Linked DNA regions of Gossypium hirsutum: region 1 is linked to region 2. A link is a contact called in public Hi-C data. All regions are on one chromosome and are shown on one strand. The core of a region is the stretch at or near the end of the contact, and the rest is flanking DNA. Distances in the headings are between cores, read along the strand shown. Region 1 overlaps LOC107951682 (a long non-coding RNA gene). Region 2 holds the start of LOC107951684 (FCS-Like Zinc finger 5).

Region 1 (2,700 bases), core at 157-2,656, 34 kb after region 2:
TGGGGCAATGTAATGACAATGAGTAAGCGTACGGTGGATTTTAATATTTTATCATCGGAGTTTGCCTAGAGGCAAGCCGACCAAACGCAATGAAAATCTTAAGCTGGAATGTTCGTGGTTTGGGGAGACCACGGACGATTAAAAGACTTCGACATTCGCTGAAGATATATAATCCCCAAATAGTCCTCTTTATAGAGACAAAGCTTAGTAGACGACAGATGGAGTGAGTTCATAGAAGTGGTGGTTTTGTGAATGGTATTAAAGTTGACTCAGATGGTACACGAAGAGGTTTGTGTTTAACATTGAGGCTGAATATAAATATAACACTCCGTACTTTTTCCAAGAGGCATATTGATGTGATTGTTACGGACAAGGAATACAGGACTAATTAAAGATTTACGAGATTCTATGGATCCCTTTATGCGTCCGATAGGGCTGATTTATGGGCTGTTCTGAAAAGGTTGGCATTTGACAGGAATATTCCTTGGTTAGTTTGTGAAGATTTCAATGAGATTATGTATGGTTTTGAGAAAAAAGGAGGATTGCCTAGAGATGAAAGACGAATAAAACTCTTCCGAAGAACACTGGAAAAATGTCATCTAAACGATGTGGGTTTTTGTGGGAATTGGTTCACTTGGGAGAGAGGTACCACAGACGAACATTCGAGAACGGTTAGACAGAGGGGTTGCCAACACAGAATGGATTGTTATGTTCCTGAAGGTGAAAATCCAACATTTAGTGCACACTTTTTCTGATCATTATCCCCTTCTCATTAATACAAGAATGAATGAAGATCGCTTGAAGAATAAGGGTTTCAAATTTGAGGCCTGGTGGTCTTTGGAGGAATCTTTTATTAATGAAGTCAAATGTTTGTGGAAGGAGTCTTCAGGGGTCTTGTTGTAGAAGCTGGAAAATTTAAAAACAAGCTTGAAACAATGGGCGGGGAAAATTCATATGAATAGGATAAAGAAAAAACAAATCCTTATGGGAAAATTAGCAAAACAGTCTAAAGCAGAGAGAGATGATGAGAATTTAGCCTAGCTGATTGATACGAAAATTAATTTAAACTTGAATATTGATAAAGATGAATGTTATTGGGAACAGAGGGCTCGACTTAATTAGCTGAAATTTGGAGATAAAAATACAGCGTTTTTTCATAGTCATGCATCACAACGGCGAAAGATGAACCTTATTCGTAGATTACAAAATGAAGATGGAAGCGAAATGGTAGAATTGCAAGAAATAGAGGGTAGTGCTAGATCTTATTTTCAAAGTTTATTTTCAGCAGGAGGTAGAGGTAGTTACGACTATTTGTTATCTGGGATTGAGCATTGTATATTCGATGAAGATAATCAAAAGCTTACTGCAAAATATACCAGGGAGGAGAGTACAACAGCAGTTTTTAAAATGGGACCCACAAAGGCACCGGGGGAGGACGACTTTTCACCTTTTTTTTATCCAGAACATTGGCATATCGTTGGAGAAGATACCATTTCTTTTTGTCTTCAAATTCTTAATGGGAATATGGAGATTAGTGCTGTGAACTATACTAATATAGTACTTGTTCCGAAAGTCACCAGCCCCTCAAATATCACACAATTTTGACCAATCAGTTTGTGTAATGTGCTCTATAAAATTCTGGCTACGATTTTAACTAATCGTTTACGAGGTGCCATTGGTTAATGTATTGATGAAGCACAACGTGCTTTTGTGCCAGGATGATTAATATCAGACAACGTGCTATTGGCATATGAAGTATTGCGTAAGTTAAACACGAAGGGATCGGGGAAGACAGGGTATATGACAGTTAAACTAGACATGAGCATAACATAGGATAGAGTTGAATGAGCTTTTATAACAGAAGTCATACTACAAATGGGGTTTGATATGAAGTGGGTAGATGCCCTTATGAAATGTGTTTCAAAGATCTCTTATTCAGTAGTTATAAATGGGCATATTAGGGAAAAAATTTTCCCAACCAGAGGACTTAGACAAGGTGATCCGTTAAACCCGTTTTTATTCCTCTTATGTGGGGAGGGTCTGTCGAGCCTATTGAGGCTAGCAATGAATAGCAGGCTCTTTAAAGGTGTTAAGGTTAGTAGAAGCGAGCCACAGGTATCACATCTTTTGTTTGCTGATGATTGTATTTTATTTGGGGAGGCCATAAGTAGGGTTGCTACGTTATTCAAAGACATTTTGTGGGAGTATAAATTTTGTTCAAGTCAGTGTGTTAATTGTTAATTTTGACAAATCAAGTCTTTTTCAGTAAGAATACCTCGGAAGATGATAGGAGCTTGGTTCTTAATTTGCTAGGGGTCCGCAGTTCGAACGAACTAGAGCATTACCTGGGGTTGCTGAGTACGGTGGGCAGTAGGAAAAAGGCATCCTTTCAAAACTTGAAGGACCGACTCCGAAAACGTACTGATAATTGGAGCAATCGGCTTTTATCTCAAGGGGTGAAGGAAGTATTTGTGAAGGCCATTTTACAGGCGATACCAATTTACACGATGACCTGTTTTTTATTGCCTAAGGCCCTATGTGATGAATTCAAAAGTAAGTATTGTCGCACGATTCTGGTGGCAGAAGGGCCACAGAAAAAGGGGTATTCATTGGTGCACTTGGAAAAACCTTTGTGATTTAAAAGAAAATGGTGGTTTAGGTTTTAGAAATTTTGGTATCCAAATTCTTTGTTAGCAAGAG
Region 2 (2,700 bases), core at 16-2,515:
ATTAGAAAGAGTTATAACATTGGAATCCATGTATAAGAAGCTTAAAGCTTTGCCTATTTGCATCACCATCCACATCTTTATAATAATTTAACTGCACCCACTATTATATATGACGAAAGCCCATTGATTTCTACTCTTCTTCTTTTGAGGCTGGCTGGGTTTGGATTTTGGCTTAATTCCTATCGAAATTAATCATTCATCTACTTTCTTCAAAGTTCAAGCAGCAACCACAGGCTTCGCTTTAGAAGTCTTGGAGGAGGTGGTGGTTGAAGAGGAATGGGCATGGCGGTCTTCTTTCTTTGAAGCATTAATGTTTAGCTTTTCTTTTCTTTCATCTTGCTTCATCTGTTTTTCTCTGCACTCTTGACTACAAAACGCTGTATCCCCCCTGCAATAATGTTTCTCTTTTTCATTATTTGACAAATAATTCAACCCAAATATTGGCTTTAATTCTCTGTTAATAATTATAATTCTACATATAACTTCTAGATACCATATATTAATATAAATTAAAAAAAAAAAGTAAGAAGCAAAGACGGAGTTCTAAGGGAGGTTAAAATGTTGTTTGGATGGAAAGAAAGAGAATTTTTTTTTTCTCTTTCTTTTCTTGTTCATACAACTTTAGATTCAATCTTAATATATATGAACTGAATTTTCAATAAAATTTAAAAGAAAATAAATGAAACTGGATGAAAAGGAGAAAAATACCTATACATATATATGTCACGACCAGGAGCTAAGCGGCGATTACAAAGCCAACAAGCTCGCAAAAAAGGAGCAGCGGCAGTGGTGCTGCTGCCGATGACATGGCTAGTAAAAGAAGCTGGGTTTCTGGGCGACACCATGGCCAAGAAGCGTTGATCGTAACGGGAGTTAACGTCGGGGGATTCATGCAAAGGGTGGATTTGAGGGGGAGGAGGATGGGATATGATTGGGTCTTGGTGATGGTCGACGACATCCTCCGCGTCGGAGACATCGACGGTGATACCCGTCATGCTTGTCGTCCTCTTGATCGGCTGACGTGAGCGTTTTCCGAGCATCATCCTGCTATATGTATGCGTATTGGCTTTCTCTCTTGTTTTTGCTCTAGTGAATAGCAAAGGGAGTGGGAATGGAAGGAAAAGCGAGGTGGGGGAGATAAATTAAGGGAGAGAGGATTGAAATGTAAAACATGGTTAATTATGTATATTTTAACCTTTAGGGAAGAATCAAGGGAATCTTTGGCACCCTCAGCTGGAAGTTTTTAAATACGAAAGAGATTCATTTGGAGTTTTGGGAAGGTTAATTATTTAATTATATAAAAGTCCATTATTGCTATGTGTTGGGTTGCTGCTGGCATTGCTTTTACAAGCCTTGACATTTTGTTGCTAATGTCCCATCTTTCTTTTCTCACCTTTGGACCACCCCTATTCCTTTTTCATCTCTCTACCAAACTTAGGAATTCCAATTTCATAATAACACTTTTAAAAACTTTAATTTAAGTTTTAAATGTTTAATGTTGGTGTTAAAAATATTTTTGAAAAATAAAATATGTCTAAATGATATTTAAATTTGTTAATATTATAATATTTTAGTAAAAAATAATTTTGTTGATACATAGTATTAAAGAGGCAGATGAGAAGGAGAGTGGGCAGTGTCGAAGAAGATCAGTTCATCCACTCTAAGTTTGAAAGCCAAAAATAAAAAATAAAAATAAAGACTCTTCTCTTCTCTCTAAATTTTAATACGTTAAGCATTCATCCTAACTCTATTTACTTTTTTGGCTCTCAATCTTAGAGTGGGTGAACCGGCTTTCCTCGACACCGCCCCCTCTCCTCTTTCTTTGTCTCTGTTGATTTTATATATCAACAAATTCATTGTAACCCATTATTAATATTTTGATATATGAAATATAAAATTTAAATATTTTTTAAAAAAATTAATTATTTGTAAAATTTAATGTAAATATATAAATTATGTTTTAAATATAAAAAATATAATCTTTACAAATTTAAATATATAACATTGGTTTCTAAAATATACAAATTTCATTAACAATGGATTATAATTAGTTAAATATCTTAACTATAATTCATTCAACTCAATGCACTTTTGTTTCTTAGTATTAGGGGATCTTTAATTACTTTTTCTTTAGAATTTTGAGGTACACCCACTACAGTCTATAATATATAACTTAGCCTTAAATCATGGCACAAATGCTACAATATTGACAACTTGGGAAATCACTACAAAAATCCTAGGATTTTAATATCAAATCTAACGTAATTTGGAGTTTAATTAATCTCAAATTTCATTGAAATTAAATTTAAGTTTGGTTTTAGTTGTCACAATAATTTGAGTTTTCTTAATTTAATAGTACGATTCAATGTAGTTTCACTTAAATTGAGCTTAAATTATATCTTAATAGATGTTATAGTTATATAGATCTAATTCGATTGAAAAGAAAAAACAAAAATGATTTAATTTATAATTAATATATATATAAACGTTAGGCTAGAGAAACTTTTAAACAAATTAATCGTTTGTTGTTCATTGTATTAATGAATTTTACCATTTTAAAATTTTCTTTGCTATTCATAAGATTTATAACATTTATAAATAAAAAAATTATTTTATTTAAATATTTAGTTAAATAAATTTATTTAAAAGGAAGGTTTGCCACTTATAGAGGAAAAACGTTAAAATTTATATTTTTTTATT

What was found. A called contact is a pair of places that touch in the nucleus more often than the background predicts.
Region 1: a contact with region 2 is called in a Hi-C map of leaf, with 1.8 times the contacts expected there. The contact joins the enhancer-like site here to the promoter of LOC107951684 in region 2. A contact is called at or near these places in 5 of 34 Hi-C or Micro-C datasets (leaf and seedling).

The regions. Positions count from the first base shown.
Region 1 is chrA02:98,956,390-98,959,089 of Gossypium_hirsutum_v2.1, forward strand. The region is part of intron 2 of LOC107951682 (a long non-coding RNA gene); the gene reads right to left. Among protein-coding and RNA genes, the nearest start is that of LOC107951682, 3.0 kb to the right of the region's middle. Within about 2 kb of position 1,407, at least 5 of the 9 cell types and tissues checked have an H3K27ac peak or open chromatin away from gene starts, as enhancers often do. A contact at or near this core is called in leaf, where this site is marked.
Region 2 is chrA02:98,922,361-98,925,060 of Gossypium_hirsutum_v2.1, forward strand. LOC107951684 (FCS-Like Zinc finger 5) reads right to left here and starts at 1,266. Exons shown (of 2, transcript XM_016886806.2): 1 at 709-1,266; 2 at 1-388. The coding sequence starts at 1,043. The coding sequence ends at 217.